Regions from separate parts of the Mus musculus genome. Here regions 1, 2, 3, 4, 5 and 6 are each linked to region 7. Evidence: chromatin contacts called from public HiChIP or PLAC-seq and promoter capture Hi-C data. All regions are on one chromosome and are shown on one strand. Each heading gives the region's core, a stretch centred on a gene start, on an enhancer-like site or on the middle of the called end of the contact. The rest is flanking DNA. Distances are from core to core; before and after follow the strand shown.

Region 1 (2,727 bases), core at 221-2,720, 1.4 Mb before region 7:
AAAACAGACCAGGAGTTGTAAGACAAGCATTGAATCAGGAGAGAGGGGGAAGGAGGGTGGGCTTGGATTCCAGTCCTAGCTCTGCCATCCACTGACAGGACAGCTTCAAACAAGCCGTGTAGCCAACTGTCAAACAGATATGACACTTGCATTTTCTAACCTATTGTCCTGCAAATCAAATGAGATAAACTCTGAGTGCACGTGTAAGACTGCTGTATTACTTGTTGCAACAGAATGGCAAAATAAACTCACAGTGAGAACCAGAGGAAATGCTTGAAAATGCTTGTTCCTTCTTTTCAATCACTGGGAAGTAGGCCCTGCCACAAGGTTTACTGAAGACACTGCATAACAAATGCACCCCTCACCCTCCCTTGGCACTATCCAATCCCACTCTTTCTTGGGGGAACACTAGTAGCCACCCATCCTGCTACAGTAGTTAAAACTACTGTATAAGAAGTAGCTGCCAAGATTCTCATAGGTCAATCTCCCAAGAACAGTGGCCTTGGTAACCATCACATTTGCTACCAGTTGAAATGAAGTTTCATGAAATGAAGTTAGTGTACCAATCCAAAACACCCTCATCCTGCTTTTTCAGGTCTTTCTCCTGCCCCTACTCCCACCCCCCCTCACTCTCTACCCCACAAATGCCCTGCCTCCTGGACTGGGGTGGGCTTTCCAGTGTATTAAACGAGTGGATGGATCGTGCGTATCAGAGAGCGGGGCTGCAAATCATTCAGGGTCAAAGATGTAAGGAATGTAAGAGTCCTCCACGGAGAGGCGGGAGGGGAGAGAAGCGGCGAAGGAATAAAAGAGAAAGACAAGGCTGCCAAAGACAAGGCATGGGAAAGAAGCCAAGCTATGGCGCTTGGAGGGCGGAGGTTTGGGTTCCGCGGTCCCTGCCAAGGCTAGCCCCCAGAACGTTCCCTTCGCCTCCAGGCCTGTCAATCATTGCCATTTAAACTCCATGTTGTCCCTCAGCCCCAGCAATCAGCTCCTCCCGGGTCCTCAGGCTGGCCCAAGGCCACTCCCGCACTTCCCGAGGCTCTCCCTACTCCAGAGGATCTTCCAAAGCTCCAGAGCCCCCAGCTAGCTCACCTCCCGACTCCTCCCAGCTGAGCTCCCTTCCTCCATTTTCCTCCTCCTCTCCACCCTTCCTCCCTACCCCCAGCACTTCGGACCCAGGCACCAATCCACAGGGACCTCGCCCCCTCTCCCCCCCAACCCCCCAGGGTTAGAAGCTCGCCCAGGCGCATTACGCACCACCCGGAACGCAGCCTGGTTTCTCCGGACGCGGGGCCTGGCTGCAGCTGAGGACACGGCGGCCGCGTAGCACACTGTGTGCCCGGTCTCAGCCTTTCCCCGTAGGGGAAGGGGAAGGTAAGGATGGGGAAGAAGGTTCCGACCACTCCTCGCTGTCTCGGGTTAGCCCTTAGCCACGCCCACTGCTGCTACGCAACGGGGCGGAAGCTCGTCACCAAGCCCCGCCTCTCTATTTAACTCGGCGGCGCCTGGATGCTCCTTGCGAGCGGCCTATGAGAGGCGGGGGCTAGCTGGGCCTCCGCTCTGGGCCGGAAGTTCTTAGGACGGACAGTGTAGCCTTTTGGGAGGGAGGGCTCTATGTGCTTCAGGTGTGAAGCTCCGGGGCGACCCTGGGTGTCCCGCCTTGCAGAGTTACTTGGTGCTGGGTGGTGCACGGCTCGGGTGCCAGACCTGGTGCAGCGCTGGGACGAGGTCGCCGCGGGGCAGCTGGTCTGCAGCGTGGCCTGCTGTCCTCCCAGCCCTTCAGTTTCCAGAGCTGTGGTCAGCATCCCGGAGCCTCCCGACCTGTGACTCACAGTCATGGGGATGGATGCTGCTGTTAACTTAGGAGGCCGCAGGATGGAGAGGGAGGGAGTGTCTCACCGCAAAGCTTTGATCTAGGGTGCTGCAGGGGTCGTCCACCTCCCAGCCACACACTCTTGTAGTATTCCTGATGGCTCTTCAAAAACTCAGACCGCCCGAAACATTAATGGATTTGATTTCCTAAGGCTGCAACACTGTGGTTAGGGGAAATGGGTGGGAGAGAACCCGAGGAGAGTCGTGGTGGAGTTTAAAGCGCTCTGTGTTAGGTAAGCGGGGAAGCAAGACAAGGAATGCAATTACATTACCTCTTAGGCTAATCTGGTGTCAAATAGTATTTGTTGTAGATACTCTCTTTTTTAAAGGGCAATTCACATTAGTACATATGTAACTAGCTTATTCGTGAGAATACAGAGCTAGCTGCTTCCTTTGAAGACAATATGACGAGTACCAGAGGAAACTTAAGCTTCTAGGTGTCTCTGAGATACAATAAAATAAGGAAACAGGAATCGGATGTGCCTTTGTGAACCAAGTCAAACTTGCTTCCCTCCCCTCCCTCTCCCCTAGTCAGGGTTTCTCTTTGTTGCCCTGGCTGTCCTGGAATTCACTATGTAGGATAGGCTGGCCTTAAACTCAAGAGATCCGCCTACCTCTTGCCTCCCCAGTGTCCACCTGGCTTGAGGCTTGCTTTTTATGTTCCGGGTTCAACGTCTTTCAAAGGAGAGTGAATCTGCGTATTATCTTTCTATGGCGAAAATGCTGCTTGTCCCAGAGCCCTGAGCCGAACCGTTCGGTACATTAAAGATGATGTGTAAGCTCCTGCCATGTCCAAGGTACTGGCTTTTAACTAACTTTCCATTTTCATGTGTAAAATGGGCAGTGGTGGCG
Region 2 (2,700 bases), core at 128-2,627, 1.8 Mb before region 7:
AATAATTGAAGGGCAAGTCTACATACAAGAAAAGAACCTCGGGTTACCAAAATGTACAACTCAATAGATCCTGTGGTTCAAGAATGTTATCAAGAAGTGACACCAAGGCATCCTGAAAAGATGTCTCAGTTGTGAAGAGCATTTACTGCTCTTCAGGACCCAAATTATTCTACTCTCAGCACCCACATCAGGCTGCTCAAAACTGCCTGTAACTCCAGCTCCAGGGGATCCAACACCCTCTTCTAACCTCCAAGAGCATGCATCCATCATATACTCACACAGACACACGGAAATAACAAAAATAGACCCAAAAAGGGAGTTGGGGGTGACATCAAGAGAGCTGGGATCCTTCCCAAAGGTTAAAAGGACAAACAAAATCCTAAGGTTTTCAAACATACTTCATACACCTCTCATATTACAGCTATCTACCCTACACGTTCTCTCTCTAGAGGTAGGATAGTCAGGGGAGGGAGGGCAGGTCATTGAGAACCTCCTGAGAAAACTCGAAAAACTTTTAGGATTGATGTGTTTGCCATCTTACAACCTTTTGGAGAAGCCTCTACCCCAGGTTTCCACCGAGAAACCTATCTTAAGGCCTCTCCTCTCCTTGATTTTAAAAATTCGAGTGCGGGGTCTTAACCCCACCTTGTTAAAAGAGAACGGAAGCACTTTCTGGGTTATGTTTGGGACATATTCAGCAAAACATGCAAAAATGCCACTATATGTTAACTGAGGAATTCCAGCTTTGGGACAAGAGGAGTGACTACATCAATCCGTTGGGGGGCGGGGGGGACGGACAAACAAACCATAACTTTGGGTCAGCATGGGACACGGGGGAAGGACCACTGACGTAATGAAGATTAAATGAGAAAGGGGTATAAAAGATAGAAGGCGCTTCACAGCCGAGCAGGGAAGGGTGGCAGGTAATAAAAACAATGAGAAGAACAGGTAACAGCAGGTAAACACCAGGTAACGATAGCGATAAATTACTGAGGAGAAACGAAGTTCAAGGTAGGCCTAAGAAAGGAGGCACAAAACAACAACGGGAGCCAGGAAAGAAGTGTAAGCGGGCGCCTGACAGGAAAACACGTGGAATAAGGCCGCGCAGGGCCCCGCGTAGAATTTAGGCTCCAGGAAACCCCACCTCAGCCTTCCCCGCGTAACGGTACCTTCAGCTTGTGGAGCTCCACCGTCTCGGCCGCCATCTTGATGCGCCTCAGTCCACCGGACCCCCACCGCTGGCCCCCACCTCAGGCGCTTAGGCTCATCCAACCAATCGCTGTTTCTCTTGCTCCCACCTCACACCAACGGCTCTTCCCATTAGTCAGCGGCGGCGGCGCTCTCACGCCTCTTGGCCACTTTCCACGGCTCTCTAAAAAGGTGGATCCAGGGGAGGGCGGGGTTTGCATGGCCTAACGAGAGAAAAGGCGACCAATTGTACGTCTCCATTGCGTAACCAACCAATGATTGGGGACAGCGCGGATTCTGTTCCGCCAATAGGGAGAGCGCAGACAGGGCGAAAGTCGGCCACTTCCTGGAGACCACAGGTGTAAGAGCCAGCGCTGTGCCCCAAGCCGGACGGGCTCCTGAAGCTGGCAGGTATGGGCCCCGTGAAACTTTAAAAAGTTACAGAGAGAAATCGGTGGGAGTATTGGGAAGGGCGGCGAAACGACAACCTTAGATTCGAGAGATCCCGTGAAGAAAGTGACATGCGAAACTGGGACTCTGGGAGGAGCATGGGCGGACTCTGTAATTGATTTGGGGAATTGTGGGACAGGCAAGAGCGGGTTAAAACAAACAAAACAAAAAACAAAAGTAGGCATTAGAGCTTGCAGAAGTTTAAAAACTAAAACCGCTCCTAGAAGGGAAGGACTCCCATTTCTTGAGGGACTGAGCTCAGACCCCTTCCTAGACTAATTTAAAAATTGGGTAAGTTTTTGCAGCGCCCCACGTTCAGTGAAGGGATGAAATTGCTTGGCTGCTGACAATGCCAAGCGGGTGAGAGACAGGATGGACAAGCCCCAGGAAAAAAGGATGGGAACTAGAGGTAGCTTTACTCTCAGTGCCTTCTTTATTGGTCCCTTGATTAACTGAATAGCTTTCTTGTGGAACTCTGGGTATGTGTGACCTCTTTATAATTCACTAACTTCCTCAAGAAAGTAAATTAAAATACTCCCGATTCCTCCGATCCTTCAAATAGGTCTCACAGTCTAAACTTACTGCTTTATATTTAGTTGAAATGTAAAGATCTGAGTAAAAACCCCACTTGTGTGAGTATACACACTAACAACTGAAGGTACGGAAGTCAAAAGACAGCTTTCCGGAGTTGGTTATCACCTTCCACTGCATGGGTCCTGGGGATCCAACTCAGGTCTTTAGGCATGGTGACAAATACCTTTTCCACCTTAGTCATTTCGAAGACCCTCTTGCCTTTTTGTTTGTTTTGGAGAAAGGTCAAACAGTTCTCATGCCTCAACCTCCTAAATTCAGGGATTACAAGCATGAGCCACCACACCCAGCTGCTTCACCTCTTCTCAAGTTTTAACAAAGTGTTCAGTTTTTCCTTTTTTTGCATGGTAGGGAAATTCTTTCATTCCCAAGACTTCAGGGGATTTTGGCTTTTCAGGAGACAGCTGGGGAACAAGCTCAATCAGGGCTAATGAGGAGACTGAGTTGGACTCCTGCCTGATCCCTCACTGT
Region 3 (2,700 bases), core at 177-2,676, 1.8 Mb before region 7:
TCAGCCACCAGAAGCCTGCTTGTCCAAGCTGACATAGTTCCTCTACTCCCCACAGTCCCAGGCCTCTGCGCTTATCTGTCTGACTTCTTTTTCGGGCCAGCCGATGACGACCTGGGGCCTTGGGTTCTCTGCGTCCACTATCCCGAACATCCTCCTTGATCAGAAAACGGTGCTTCTGCCTCCGGGACAAGGGTTTCTTTCCACTGGACACACGTGAAAAATCACTGGGAAATTTAAGAGGTTCCTCATCATCATATTCTTCTTCCAACTCTTCATCTTCCCCCAAGGCTGGAGAGGTGCAATGGTGGCAAAGGCTGCTAGAAGAGCCATCTCCTTCCTCGGAGTAAGTTCCTTCGGGGACTCCAGGGCTTCCCTGGCAGTTACAAGCAGATGGAATGGAAAGAAAAGAAGGACTCCCATCCTCCTGGTACCCAGTCTCATTCTCTCTTGAGAGTTCCTGGTCCACTCCTGACTCTTCTGAACCTGTCTCGCTCTCATCAGGGTAGCCTCCTCCTCTAGGTGGTCCTGGACCCCTTGGAGGACCATGGCTTGGATCTGACCAGTGGGCTGGATTTGGAGGCTGTGTGTACTTAGGGCCGGAGTGCTCTTTGAGGCATCGTGTACCATTAGGAGCAGTCTCTGCTGAGTCCCTGAGTCCTGAGAATGAAAGTATTTCGGGGTCCACAGAGGATCCTGATGTACTGAGGGAGGTACCACCACTGCGGTGGGCTCCACACAACCTTCTTTCTCCCGGGTGCTTCTGGGCCATGACCCCGGGCTTCCTGAGGATTTTAGGTCACTGCCATCATTGCCTGTAACAAAGATATCAAGTTGGGAATGGTCAAGGATAGAACCAAGAGTTAAACAATCTCAAAATGACATATTCAATGTACCCACTCCCCAGGCAGTGTTAGCTCAAATTCGCTATCCCTAACAATAAACGTGAGTTAGGCAGACCACAAACCTGCTTGCACCAACCCGGACCTCAGAAACCCCCTTACTCCCGAAATCTTAATTTTTTTTTCTTCTTCCTCCAAGAAGCTAACAATCTTCAATCTGAGAAATGGGGGGGAGGGGGGGTGCCGCAAAGGGTGTGGTCGGGGCGGCGGGGGGGTGGGGGGGTAACTCTTAGGAAAAAAAAAAAAGACTGCCTGAAAGAGGGAGGCCGCAATCTGTCAGAAAAGGGTGGGGACCGTGCAGGGCTAGAGGAAAAGCTGAGGGCGGAGCTTCGAGGTGCCCCTGCAAAAGATTACCCGAGAACCCACCGACGGGGTACCAGGGGCGAAGGCGACGTACCGAGCAGCAGCGGTAACTCCTCCCTCCTCAAGCAGCTGCGCCTGAGGCCAGGGGGAGCTGCCAGGGGGAGCTACAGGAGCAGCTCCCCCGGCTCCGCCTCCCGCTCACGCTCCGCTTCCGCCTTCCGTCCCCGCCACGGCCGCTTACTTCCACTTCCGGGGTCACCGGGGGGGGGGAAAAGGTCGCGAAGGGAAGAGAAAAGCGCTTAGCCGAGGCTCTCACTTGCGCGGCGGGCGCGGAGTCAATCGAGGAGGCGGTGCTAGAGCATCCGGCCCCACCCCTTAAAGGGCCCTCCGCCTCCACGCAGGTCCCGCCGTAAGCGAGCTGAAGCCTGCGAACTGTACTCCTCGTCGTCGCTGCTGAAACGGAGATGAAGGGCGGCTGCCGAAGCACACACCGTCTTTGGCGTGCAGACAGACACCCAGGGCACGCAGAGGAGCCAGCGACCCTGCTCGCCCAGACCCTTCCCTGTCGGCTGTCCAGCCAAGAGGTTGCGGAGAAGTGTGTGTCCCGGACTAGCTAGCCCCCTAAAGAGACGCGACACTTCTCCTGGACCCAACTGGCGAGCTTCCACGCCGCCGATCCGCCCCCTGTGAACGCGGCGTAAGGGCCGGGCCAGGGAATGCGGCTAGGGGTACCTGGTTCCACGGAGCTCAGAACCTAGTCCAGCGTAACAGAACCCCGCACTCATCTGCGTGCTGCTTTGCATCTCATTTACATAGTAAGCTTTGGGTCGAAGCCAGCACGCTCCCCAACCCCTACGCAGACCCTGATGGAACCTCTCGTCTGCACTCCTTTAAAGCCTTACAGTTCTGCCAGTGTCCCTGCCAGGCCCGTCTTGCTCCACAAGTTTTTTTTTCCACCCATGAACACCCCCACCCAGCACTAGTTAAAAACCCTTCTCCGGCTCCCGACCACCCGGTTCCCCAGAAGACAATACTCCAATTCTCTGGGAAGTGGAAGAAACCAAGTTGGACCAGCGGGTGCTTTGGGACCCTATTTGGGCTTTGAAAACGTTAAGTTGGTAATTAATCTCCTTAGCATTCAGAGACCTTCCGTCTTAGTCTTGATGGGCGTCACAAAACTCTTCATTGCTATGGTTAGGGGGCGTCCCTCCTCCTAGATTAGAGAAGTGGGTAGCCTGGGTTCCCCCACAGACAGAGGTAAAGATTGAGGGGGCCCGCCCCGTGATGTCATCCTCCCCCCCCCCCACCCCATACACACTCCCTGTCTCCTTCCCCCACACACACCCCCGCCCCCAAGCTAATTGCATTTAGCTCCCTGGGTTTGGGCTCCGACTTGCCTGAGTTTAGGGAGCAACAGAGCACAGTAGCCCAAGGGGGTGCCTGCGGCCAACAGCCACCCGTGTGCCTAGGACCTCTGGGCTGGAATGAAGCTGGAGGT
Region 4 (2,826 bases), core at 278-2,777, 1.8 Mb before region 7:
TAAGTCTTTTAAAAAAACAAACAAAAAAACATAATCTGTGGGCAGTAGATAGGAACACTGCCGTTTTGCTAAAATTGCATTTGAAAAGCAGAGAGGCAAAAGAACAGCTTATTTTCCTCTTCTACAGAGCCACAAAGAACAGAAACTATCTCTATAGCAGGGCAGGGGCCAGATGGAATATAAAAAGAATAAGAAGGTACACATTAAAAGCTGCAAACTGCCTGTCATGGTATTAGACGCCTTTAATCCCACAACTTGGGAAGCAGAGGTAAGTGGATCTCTATGAGTTCAAGGCCAGCCTGGTCTACACAGTGAGCTCTAGGCCAGCCAGGGCCACATAGTGAGATCACATCTGGGGATTGGAGTGTTAAAGATGAAAGTTGCTTTTTAAAGGTTGGGCACAGTGGCTCATGCTTTTAATTTTAATAAGGAACATTTAAAGCAAACCAAGAAGCATAAATGGCACATTTTAAAACACACCGTGCATTACCGCACAATCACAGGATCACTTCTACAAAACCCTAGTCACATATGAAGACCAAGATGAAGGCTACAAAAACAGTCACCGGGTACTTGCACTACGTCTTCCAAATATCTATTTGATCATCTCGAAGTCAATATTGCACATTATCCTAAAGACAAGGCAACTACAAACAAGACAAAAACATAAAACCGATTCTCAGCTTCACACACAAACAGCTGACTTCCAACATTTCAGACAGCTCGACTGAAGTGCTACTCAACCTTTAAGAAATCATGGGGTTCTATCAATTATCAAAGACGTTGAGAGAAAGGCCAGTAGATACTTTCCTGTTTGTTTTCTCCCACTTTAAATGGAAAACTCCACCAAGGAGAAAAGTCAAGTTGAAAGTTAAATTCCTCTTCCCTTCACACGTCTGGATTTCAGTGACACCCACCCCCACCCCCACCCAATGAAGATGGGGCAAAGAGTGAAGAAGAAAGCACTATGTAGCAATGAGATCATCAGCAGACACAGCCCGGAGAGAAAGAATGAAAACAGGGAAGGGTAGAGAGCAGGTACAACAGTAAGAAATGGGGGAGGGAGAAAGGGGGTTGGAATTGGAGGGAACTGAGCACAGGAGCCCATAATGCTGGAGAACCTTGCAAAGGTACGGGACTCCAACAGCTAGAAAGAGCTGAAGCGCCTAAGGGTCCCGGAGCAGGGGACATTGGAGGACCCCAGGGTTTGGGAGACCGGAAGCAGAGACCCCCCCCAAAAAACACGAGACCAGAAGGGGGCGCAGGTAACAACCCAAAAGGAATGAATGGGGAAGGCGGTACGGGGGCGTGGCAAAGGAGGAGCCCCGGGATGGGCGTGGCACAAACCCTTTTCCAAGTCCGAACCCCTAACCCAAGAATCCCGGGAGAGGCGGCTCCGCGATCCCCGCACTCACCGCCGGTCTCGTCAGTTACATAGGGAGTCGCCATCTTGAGAACCCGAACCACTTCCGGCGTGAGCGGGCTGGGGTCCCGCCCCCCTCCCCGCCGGAAGTGGAGTCCTCATCCTAGCAAGCCACCATTTTAATCTTAAAGAGAGACTGCACCATTTCTCTGACGCGGGAGGCGGAAAAGGCGAGTGTAAGACGCTCACAGTCATGGGCTCTTAGACTACCACCGACGCCACTGTTGACCTCCTGATGTATATAAAACAATCCCTAGGGCTCGGAGAGAAGTTTGGGCATAAGCCTTATCCCAGACAGTCCTCGCAGGCTCAAGGCCCACCGGGACCCAGCAGGAAAGCTGGTAAAAGAGGAAAGGAATATGCAAGGCCCCTCGCCTGCACCAAACCCTAGGGCGCGTGTTGGCATGGGCAAAGAAGCCCCAGGGATACACGAAAACCCGGGCTAACACTTAAAAGTGGGCAGGTCTACTCGGCACGCCGACCACTCTCGGCCGCCCAGGTTAACTGATCAGAGACCTACGAAGGGGTGCGCAAAGATCGGCGCACTGCGAGTCGGTCACCTGTCCCCGTGGCCTCGGGGGTGCTGGCGGTTTCCATGACTGAACTGGGGCGGGCAGCCCTGGGGATTCAGCGGCCGGCGAGGTAACTTCTTGGCCTGCTGCTCAGTACTGGATCCTCTCGGGTCAGAGGGCACGGGGTGAAGGCTTTTGGGGCGGACCCAGTCAGTATTCTAATTAGCCGCGCCCCACACTTCGGATTAGCTTTGGCTACCGCGAGCAGTTCCACCCTTAAATCTACCGGGACAGTGAGGCCACTCCCTTTGTTAGGTTGTGCCTTGTTCTTGGAAGGAGCGCCAAAGCCCGGTCCGGTCCCTCCCCTCCTCCATCAGCAATTTAGTTCCTCTGGGGCTAAATCCTGTTAAACTTGTTTCCTCTTCTGTCAGGAAGGTGCTGGCTCAAGCTCCTCTCCTCAGGTGTCTGCCCTCCTCCTACAAAGCTTTTTCCTTAACTCTTTCACCCTCTTCTATTGCCCAACTTTGGCTTACACTAACGTCCAACAGTGCCTCTCAAATTGAGAAGTGGGGAAATATTAGTACTTCAGTAGTAGACAATATGTTCTACTTTAAAACAAAACAACCGAGCAGTGGTGGCGCACGCCTTTAATCCCAGTGGAGGCAGAGGGAGGAGGATTTCTGAGTTCGAGGCCAGTCTGGTCTACAGAGTGAGTTCCAGGACAGCCAGGACTACACAGAGAAACCCTGTCTCGAAAAACCAAAAAAAAAAAAAAAAAAAAAAACCAAAAGGAAAAAAAAAAAAAAAAAAAAGAAACAAAACAGGCTAATAAGAACCTCAACTAAGTTTTCAAAAGCTCACACATTGTCCTCCTTGCAATTCTCCCAGCTT
Region 5 (2,700 bases), core at 73-2,572, 1.9 Mb before region 7:
CTATCTCCACATTAGACATCTGAGTATAGACCCTGCTCTTACCCTTACGCCTAAAACTTCAAGCTTTCTCAGACATGTAAGACCTTACAAACACAAAGACGTAGCTAGGAACCCAGAGAGAGGGTCCAGATTCCTCGCCAAGCACCACTTTCAAGCCCTACCTCATCCCTCATCTGGCTCTTCCCCTCATGGCTCCCACCCTTTCCAGCCCGATCACGATCACTCTCTTTGTTCTATTAAACCTCAATCTCAAGATCACAGGCCTCCTAGATAGTTTTCTTCCGGGCTCAGTACTTGTCAACTTCTCAGCTTGTCCCTGGCCTCTTCCTCTCCTGACCGCCTTCATCCCTGTGATAAATCAGCCTGATGTTCCATTTTATGGGTTCTTTAAACATCCTGGGCTACCTCTGGTAGCTGAGGCTATTCTTCACATCTCCACCTCTTCCCCTTGGGTGTCTCTTTGCGCTCCAACCAAGGCTGACTTGTGTGTGTTACTTCCTCCCCTGGTCTTTTCTCTGCACCTGCCTCCTCAGGGGTTGCTACCTCCAAGGTATCCCCTGTCTCTGCCTCTCCCTCTTGCGCAGGGTACCATCAGCTCCCTCTGACCCATCCGTTCTCTTGCCCACCTCTCCTGCTCTCTCCTGTTCGACTCCGTAGAATTCGGTTAGCCACCCCTCTTTGCGCTCTACCTTTGTCTTTGACTCTCTCCACTCTTAACTGTCCCACTAGTTTTTCTGGTCGTCTTCAGTCTTCGCTCTTGCTCTCTAGCTAAGTCTCTCCCTTCTGTGACTTCTTTTCTCTCTTTTGTCTCTCCCTCTTCCCTTCCTATCTGGGTATCTTTGGATCTGCCTCTTCCCCCACCCCCAACCCCTACCCACCGCTCCGTCTGTCCCCGATCTCTCTGACTCGGTCCCTCACGGCCTCTCCCCCCCTCCCCCTCATCTTTCGGTCTCTTCATCTTTCTCTGGACCCGTGCTCGCTCGTGTTCTCTCTCTCTCTCTCTCTCTCTCTCTCTCTCTCTCTCTCTCTCTTTTCCTCGGTTCTCTCCGGCTCCCTCTCTCGCCTCGGATGACAGCGCTACCTCTTTTGTTGGCTCCGCAGCCAATCGCGGCCGCTGACGACACGGGGGCCGGGGCTATAAAGGGCCCGGCCCGGGCTTGGGCCCCCCCAGCTGCCCGCCCCGGCCGCCCGCCCGCCCCGCCCGTGCGCCCGCCGCCCCCGGCCCCCGGCCCCCCCTCGGCCGGGCAGCCCCCAATCCCGCGCCGCCCGGACCCCCTCCTCCTCCCTCTTCCCTCCGCCCCCTCCCCGCGGGACTCCGGCGTCCCCGCCCCCCAGTCCTCCCCTCCCCTGCAGCATGGTGCTCGCGGCCCCGCTGCTGCTGGGCTTCCTGCTCCTCGCCCTGGAGCTGCGGCCCCGGGGGGAGGCGGCCGAGGGCCCCGCGGCGGCGGCGGCGGCAGCGGCGGCGGCGGCCGGGGTCGGGGGGGAGCGCTCGAGCCGGCCGGCCCCGTCCGCTCCGCCGGAGCCGGACGGCTGCCCCGTGTGCGTGTGGCGGCAGCACAGCCGCGAGCTGCGCCTAGAGAGCATCAAGTCGCAGATCCTGAGCAAACTGCGGCTCAAGGAGGCGCCCAACATCAGCCGGGAGGTAGTGAAGCAGCTGCTGCCCAAGGCGCCGCCGCTGCAGCAGATCCTGGATCTGCACGACTTCCAAGGCGACGCGCTGCAGCCTGAGGACTTCTTGGAAGAGGACGAGTACCACGCTACCACCGAGACGGTCATAAGCATGGCCCAGGAGAGTAAGTGGGCTGCGGGGTGCGCGCGGTGCGGTGCAGTCCGGGAAGGACCCGGAAGCCCTTTCTGCGAAAACTTGACGGATTGGGGAGCCGGGCCACTCCACACAACTTTTTGAGCGGAGAAGATGGGCAGCGGAGTTGAGTGCACGCCCCGTTCTAGGGTGGGGGGGTGGAGGATGGCGCGTTGGGGGAGGGGGGCCAAACCAGGCAGGTTGTGAGCTATTGCTTTCCATCCCTTGTGAGAAAAAGATTCAAGTTGAAGTAGTCCTAGAAACTGGCACCCTACAGTGACTTTTCTGGAGCGTTAGGTGGGGAGCTTCCGTGACCCGTGCAGTCTCAGCTGGGCCGCAGTGCCATCTTCCCACTGCTCTGGCACCAGCATCAACTCCTTGCCCGGTGCTCCGGAAGGCGCCCACCGGCTTTCGGAAAAACTAAGTGTTCCTCTAAGGCCATGGCATAGGACCCAAACCCGGTGTACGTCTCAGCAACTCAGCTGACACCTCTCCTTTCTGCACCTGATCTCGCACTGGGTATCCCCTAGGACCTAGAAGAGCTGTTCCTTCCTGGTACCGAAAGAGCTCAAATAACTCAACTCCACTGCGCTTGCCACTTAACGAGTATCATTTGGTTACTCTCATCTTAGCGTGCTCACTCCCTGTCCTACCCACAGCTGGAGCCAAAGAAGACCCAGGGAGAAAGAACTAGATGAGGGGGATGGGAGAACCCAGGCATCCGAGCCCCTGGCCAAACGGAGGATGAACACTCTGATAGACAGGAGCGGCTTTGAAATTTTATGGCCTGGAAAATCCAGGCCAATACTACCGCCCCCACTGCCTTCTCTCCCTAGGGTCAGGTGACTCCCTTTCCCCTCCCCCACTGACTGTAGTCCCCCCCCCCCCCAACTCCAGGG
Region 6 (2,700 bases), core at 79-2,578, 1.7 Mb before region 7:
GACCACCCACCCACACTCACCTTCTAGGGCCCCCACAGCCAGCAGAGCACTCAGCACAAGCACGGGAAGGAAGCTCCTTCTCTGGACACCCATAGTGGTCCTCTTGCCAGCAGCCAAAGGTACCAGGGGGTGGGAGCGAGCCCCTATATAGAAAGGGATGGTCATTTGCATAGGCCTTCCTCCTCTCCCTCCAGAGGAGGGGAAACCTGGGAAGAAGGAAAGGGCCAGAACTGATTTCATCCCACACAGCTCAATGACAGTTTCTGGTTTCGCTGGGTCACATTCACTGACACACTTATTCTGGAAAGAGTTCACTGATGGGCAGCCTCAATTCACATACTTAACAGTCACAATTCAGCAAGACAGAGTGAAGAGAATTGTGTCAAACCAAGAGATCCTTAAGACAGAAACAGCACCTTTATCCAAAAGCATCCAGAAGGGGCTGGGAGGGTAGATTGCCAGCAATAAAACAACACAGGCAGCCAATGAACCCCGAAACAGTGAGACAGTATTAAGCTAGGCTGAGAAACGACTCTATTATCTAGCCAAAGAATCCTTTACAATAAGAGTCCCGATTTTCCAGCCTGGACTAGAGTTCCAGGACAGCCAAGATTACACAGAGAAACCTTGTCTCAGAAAAATAAAAAGAAAGCGGAGGGAGGCGAGAAGGAGGGAGTGTGTGTGGGAGAGAGAGAGAGAGAGAGACCGGATTTTGTGCCCCACATGGAGACCGAGACAAACGGATCTCTGTGAGTTCGAAGACAACCTGGACTTTTGAACGCATTCCAGCCAACAAGGGCTGCATTATGAGATGTTTCCAAAAAGCAGGCGAGAGTGCTGGAGAAACAGCACCGCTGTTAAGAGCGCAAGCCGCTCTTGCAGAAGACCAGAGTTCAGCTCCAGCACCCAAGTTAGGCTCACGACCGCCTAGAACCTCAGCTCCAGGGCACCTGCTGCTTCTGTGAAAACTTAAATGCAGACACACAGACCCACACACCATTTAAAATAAAATACATTATTCTTTTTCTTTTAAAGATTCCCAGGTTTTGCTTTTTAAAAGAGACTCTCTTGTCCAGGTGGAATTTTAATCTCACCCAAGGGGTGGTGAAAATTGTGAGGGAAAGGTAAGGAAATCCGTAGACCAGAAACACCACCAGTTCCGGCCTGCGGAGCCTAAACCAGGAACTGCGGGAAAGTTGTGCAGCTGCCCCGCGGCTCGCCCGCCCAGGGCGGGGCCTCTGAGGCGGGAGCGCGATGGTCCGGTCCGCCCTCGTGACGTGAACCAATCGGAAGGGCGGGGGGCGGGGCCAGGGAAACGCGGGAAGGAGGGGCGGGGTCTCGGATGGCCGTCTGGAGCAGTGGGGGAGGCGGCAACATTGTTTCAAGTTGGACAAATTGTCAAGGGCTGAGCTCTCCTTGCGTTCCATCCCGAGCTGGGACTGCCGTGCTCACCCGGGGTCCCCCAGGTCCTCCGCTCCGAGTGTCGGGCCCGCTTTCGTCAGGGTTCCCGGGCCCCGCTCCCGGGGGCCTGAGCCGCCTCACTAGCGCTCCATGGAGAACTTCCAAAAGGTGGAGAAGATTGGAGAGGGCACGTACGGAGTGGTGTACAAAGCCAAAAACAAGTTGACGGGAGAAGTTGTGGCGCTTAAGAAGATCCGGCTCGACACGTGAGTGGCCTCCGGAGCCGGAACTCCTTTGCCCGGACCTCTTGGCTGTCCCCCTCCCAACCCCCTACCCCAACAGGCGGGTAGCGTCCCCGGACCGGAAGGTAGCGGGGAGGGAGGGAGGGACGCGTGAAGCGAGCGGTGGGTTGGCCGACCGTGGAGGCTCTACCGGAGGAGACTGTCCGGGGCTGGAATCCAGGGGAAAGTTTCTTGCAGTGCTCCAGCCGGTGTGCTCCCAAATCTGCTAGCCGAGAGACTTGGGAAGAGAAAGTTGTGGGGTGGGAGCCCGGGATAGGAGGGGTCCAGGGCTGTTCGTGGAGTTGGGTTATGTGGTAACCAGAGAAAAGTTCCTTTCTGAATGGAGAGCTCTCCTCACTGCTCCAGCACCATACTTAGAACCCTCACTCTCTTTCAAAAGAATGGCAGTTGAGATTCACTGGCCCTCAGGGGAGGCCGGGAGCTACTCTCACCCCACTCCCCTATTACCTTTCTTCTGCTTTTCATTCACCTGGAGGCTCTTCTTACCTTTCACTGGAAAAAGAGGAAATAATGGCCTTAAATATGTCTAAAAGCCACACCCTAACTACCCAGAAATTAACTCCTCACAGCACCTCTCCTGTCTGCCTTCCTAAGGGGGCTGGGGGTTGTGTATCCCTGAGAGAATGATGTTTGTAACCGTATTCTTGTCTCTGTTTTCCCAACCTCTCCAAGTGAGACTGAAGGTGTACCCAGTACTGCCATCCGAGAGATCTCTCTCCTTAAGGAACTTAATCACCCTAATATCGTCAAGTAAGTCTGCTCTGAGAGATGATCACTATGACGAATTCTGCTTGCTTAGCCTCAGAATTTCTCTCCTTCAACTCCATTTCCTGGACCTTCTCTTGCAGGCTGCTGGATGTCATCCACACAGAAAATAAGCTTTATCTGGTTTTTGAATTTCTGCACCAGGACCTCAAGAAATTCATGGATGCCTCTGCTCTCACGGGCATTCCTCTTCCCCTCATCAAGGTAACCCTGTTCAGTGACAGCCCACAAA
Region 7 (2,700 bases), core at 150-2,649:
CCAGATAGGGCCTGCCTGCGGACGTCCCTGTTTGCTTCAATCCGACGACCTCCCCCTGCAATCGGGGTGGGGGGTCGCGAGCCTCTGCCCACAGACAAACTCGCACTTTTTCGCTGCGCGATTCAGAAACACGCTGGGTCTGATGCCATCCGGCGAATTATGTAACCAGGGACACCGCTCCCGGGCTAAACAAACGCGGCTGTGTCTGTGCAGCGGCGGCCCCGGGGGAGCGCACGGGGCAGGGAGGGGCTCCGGCCGGGCCTCGGGTCCGGCTTGTTTGCTCCGCCGAGCCGCGAAGAGAGTCCCGCGCCCGGCAGTGACCGCGGCCCTCCCCCCTCCCCCACCACCGCCCCCGCCTCGGGCCGGTGAACTTCGTCCCGAGTCCCCGCGCCGCCACCGCCGAGCTCCCGGGCATCCCGGTCCTGCGTGAAAACTCCGGTCCCGGTGGCGTTCCAGCTCGGGACCCCTCGTACCCTCCCCAGAGCCCCGGGGCAGGCGCGCAGCGGTGGTGGGTGGGGGAGGAGTGACCACTCCATCTCCGCGGCTCGGGTGGGGGCGGCGCGGGTGGCCTGGCGCGACGCGCGCCCTCCCGAGCCTCTGACTGCCCCCGGGGGGGGAGGGGTGGCCGGACGGGTGACAGCTGCGCGGATGACACCCTCCCGCCCGGCGCTGGCAGCCGGGGCCTCGCTCAGCCCCCACCGGGGTCCGAGAGCCCGACGGGTGCGCGAGGACCGACGGACCCCGGGTCCAGCCGGATCCTCCGCCCCCTCCCCGTTCGGGGGCGACACAAAGTTTTGGGAAGTTGCGCCCCTACCTTGCTTGGTGAGCACCAGGGCGTCTTCCCTCCGCGCCTGGGTGATGATGGAGCCGTGTTCCATCTAACAATCCCGCGGGCCCGGGCTGGCTGGGCGGGAGGACGCGCGGGCGGGCGCGCAGGCGGGCTGGGCTGGGGGGCCTGGGCGGGGGCCCGTCGGGCTCCGGCTCCCGAGACTCCGACTCCCGCAGCTGTTCACATCCCCCTCGCGTTTCCTCCCCGGGCCGGGAAGGGAGGCGGCCTGCACAGAGGGCGGGCGGGCCAGGCGGCGGCTTCCCCGGTGCCCCCAGCCCCGATCCCCCGGTGGCAGCTCCGGGCTCCTCAGTTTGGGTCCAACATGGAGAATCCGGAGCGAAAACAAGAGGAGGAAATGGGACACGGGGCGGTTTCCAGGCTCCCCCCTCCCCTCCGTACTCCAGATAAACAACCCGCGGCTGCAGCGCCCACCCCCGCGCTCCTCCCAGATCTTGGGCCGGCCTCTTCGCCGCCTGCCGGCGCGTTCCGCTCCAGGCCAGCGTCCTAGGCCCCGGGACCCTCCTCCGGCGAGCAGCGGGGGCCGCGGACCCTGCAGAGGTTTGCTATTTTCTTACGGAAAAAGCGAATCCCCGAGGGGGGTGGGGTGGCGGGCGGGCAGGCTGGCGGGGGAGACTTGAAACCGCTCCGGCACTCCGATTGGCCCGCTCGCAGAAAGGGGGCGTGGCCCCTCCTTACTATGCGGTGCAAGGACCCAACAACATTCCAGTCGCCACGGCCACGCCCCCGGGCCACTCCCCGCTTGCTGGGCTGCGGCCTCCTGGTCCTCTCGGCCACACCCCCTTCCCAACTACTTAAAAAGGCCACTCCAACGCTCCGCTTTCCGTGCTCGGTGCTGGGGTGTTTGTGTTTCCGACGCTTTACTCCAAGAAGGCTCAATGGTTCCGCCCTACGAAACCTGGGGAAAAATGGAGAAGCCAGATTGGGTTCGAGGCAGTTACGGTATTTCCTGCTTAGAGCCCAGTGCCTTATATAAGAATACCGCTGATATGTACCTGGGAAGGAGTGTGTAGGGGGCGGAACCGAGACTCCAGAGTGTGAGGAATGGAACTGACCTCTGGAAATGACACCTTATGTATTAAGGCCACCTTAGGTGCCAGCCCCTCCCACTCAGGCATCTACCCTATCCTCCCAGTCCAGCTCCCCCTCCCACCCCCAACTCCCATCTCATGGTTCCATCCTCAGTTTGAGGAGGATAGAGGTGCTTAGTGGACCCAGAAAGCTCTCCCTCATTTTTTAGGCCCAGGCTCAGGTTTGAACTCCCAAACTTAAGGTTTCTCAGGAAGGGTTTCTCCACTTGTCTGCTAGGAGTAGCAGCTCCAAAGAAGCAGTTTTAACTCTGTATCGGGTTGTTGTAAAAATTGTATGCTGTATATGCACCCCATTGCACCTGAAGGAGGTCTCTTCTATCCTTCCACAGTGGGCTCTGGGAATCAAACTCGGCTTTCCTGGGAAGCGCTCTTACTGGCTAAACCATCCCATTGACCCATTTCAAATGCTTTTTGGTGATGGATGAGTTACTATGATTCAAGGCCATAGTTCCTGGGGAATGGGGGGTGGGGGGCACCTGGTGGCTTTCCTACTGCAGTCCTCATAGCTAGACATTTGTGTCTCTTCATCTTGTCCAAGTAGGTCATAACCTACAAGGCACTATCATCATATGTATATATCCTATGTTCCTTACAAGTGCGAATGTTTCTACACACACACACACTGCTCTTTTTTCCCCTTTTTTCCCCCTTTTCTTTCTTCTTTTTTTTTTTTTTTTTTTTTTTTACATAACACCATTTTAATGAAAATGCTGTTTTTCTAAAATGAATGTGACTGTTAGAGAGGATCTGAATGATGCTTAT

The links. Promoter capture Hi-C pulls out the DNA fragments that hold promoters and counts their contacts. HiChIP or PLAC-seq counts read pairs in DNA pulled down with a chosen protein or histone mark. Capture Hi-C pulls out chosen DNA fragments and counts their contacts.
Region 1: a contact with region 7 is called in an H3K27ac HiChIP or PLAC-seq map of microglia, with 7 times the contacts expected there. The contact joins the promoter of Rnf41 here to the promoter of Ctdsp2 in region 7. A contact is called at or near these places in 2 of 39 promoter capture datasets (embryonic stem cells and pre-B cells), 1 of 115 datasets of contacts at active chromatin or transcription factors (microglia) and 1 of 9 other capture datasets (adipose tissue).
Region 2: a promoter capture Hi-C map of adipose tissue shows a contact between it and region 7, with 6 times the contacts expected there. The contact joins the promoter of Sarnp here to the promoter of Ctdsp2 in region 7. A contact is called at or near these places in 4 of 39 promoter capture datasets (cranial neural crest, embryonic stem cells, liver and 1 more), 1 of 115 datasets of contacts at active chromatin or transcription factors (astrocytes) and 2 of 9 other capture datasets (adipose tissue and liver).
Region 3: a contact with region 7 is called in a promoter capture Hi-C map of liver, with 7 times the contacts expected there. The contact joins the promoter of Dnajc14 here to the promoter of Ctdsp2 in region 7. A contact is called at or near these places in 3 of 39 promoter capture datasets (the C10 cell line, liver and second pharyngeal arch cranial neural crest) and 3 of 9 other capture datasets (adipose tissue, liver and pancreatic islet).
Region 4: a contact with region 7 is called in a promoter capture Hi-C map of embryonic stem cells, with 4 times the contacts expected there. The contact joins the promoter of Pym1 here to the promoter of Ctdsp2 in region 7. A contact is called at or near these places in 5 of 39 promoter capture datasets (the C10 cell line, embryonic stem cells, liver and 1 more), 2 of 484 Hi-C or Micro-C datasets (B cells and embryonic stem cells), 3 of 115 datasets of contacts at active chromatin or transcription factors (embryonic stem cells and stem cell-derived neural progenitor cells) and 3 of 9 other capture datasets (adipose tissue, liver and macrophages).
Region 5: a contact with region 7 is called in a promoter capture Hi-C map of embryonic stem cells, with 6 times the contacts expected there. The contact joins the promoter of Gdf11 here to the promoter of Ctdsp2 in region 7. A contact is called at or near these places in 2 of 39 promoter capture datasets (embryonic stem cells and liver) and 2 of 115 datasets of contacts at active chromatin or transcription factors (embryonic stem cells and stem cell-derived neural progenitor cells).
Region 6: a contact with region 7 is called in a promoter capture Hi-C map of adipose tissue, with 4 times the contacts expected there. The contact joins the promoter of Cdk2 here to the promoter of Ctdsp2 in region 7. A contact is called at or near these places in 3 of 39 promoter capture datasets (cranial neural crest, embryonic stem cells and pre-B cells) and 2 of 9 other capture datasets (adipose tissue and macrophages).

Annotation. Positions count from the first base shown.
Region 1 is chr10:128,410,359-128,413,085 of GRCm38.p6, reverse strand. Rnf41 (ring finger protein 41) reads right to left here and starts at 1,470. Exons shown (of 7, transcript NM_001164237.1): 1 at 1,261-1,470. It also overlaps a transcript of Nabp2 not described here.
Region 2 is chr10:128,820,441-128,823,140 of GRCm38.p6, reverse strand. It overlaps Sarnp (SAP domain containing ribonucleoprotein), which reads right to left and starts at 1,377. Exons shown (of 11, transcript NM_025364.3): 1 at 1,170-1,377. The coding sequence starts at 1,205. Ormdl2 (ORM1-like 2 (S. cerevisiae)) reads left to right here and starts at 1,512. Exons shown (of 4, transcript NM_024180.6): 1 at 1,512-1,599; 2 at 2,627-2,700.
Region 3 is chr10:128,804,280-128,806,979 of GRCm38.p6, reverse strand. Dnajc14 (DnaJ heat shock protein family (Hsp40) member C14) reads right to left here and starts at 1,426. Exons shown (of 7, transcript NM_001359825.1): 1 at 1,297-1,426; 2 at 1-812. The coding sequence starts at 769. Tmem198b (transmembrane protein 198b) reads left to right here and starts at 2,533. Exons shown (of 5, transcript NM_178066.3): 1 at 2,533-2,700.
Region 4 is chr10:128,747,156-128,749,981 of GRCm38.p6, reverse strand. Pym1 (PYM homolog 1, exon junction complex associated factor) reads right to left here and starts at 1,527. Exons shown (of 3, transcript NM_001170869.2): 1 at 1,416-1,527. The coding sequence starts at 1,449.
Region 5 is chr10:128,890,340-128,893,039 of GRCm38.p6, reverse strand. Gdf11 (growth differentiation factor 11) reads left to right here and starts at 1,322. Exons shown (of 3, transcript NM_010272.2): 1 at 1,322-1,793. The coding sequence starts at 1,355.
Region 6 is chr10:128,703,679-128,706,378 of GRCm38.p6, reverse strand. Cdk2 (cyclin-dependent kinase 2) reads left to right here and starts at 1,328. Exons shown (of 8, transcript NM_183417.3): 1 at 1,328-1,667; 2 at 2,376-2,453; 3 at 2,552-2,672. The coding sequence starts at 1,552. It overlaps Pmel (premelanosome protein), which reads right to left and starts at 121. Exons shown (of 11, transcript NM_021882.4): 1 at 21-121. The coding sequence starts at 93.
Region 7 is chr10:126,977,416-126,980,115 of GRCm38.p6, reverse strand. Ctdsp2 (CTD (carboxy-terminal domain, RNA polymerase II, polypeptide A) small phosphatase 2) reads right to left here and starts at 1,399. Exons shown (of 8, transcript NM_001113470.1): 1 at 815-1,399. The coding sequence starts at 878. Gm40798 (a long non-coding RNA gene) reads left to right here and starts at 2,596. Exons shown (of 2, transcript XR_872169.3): 1 at 2,596-2,700.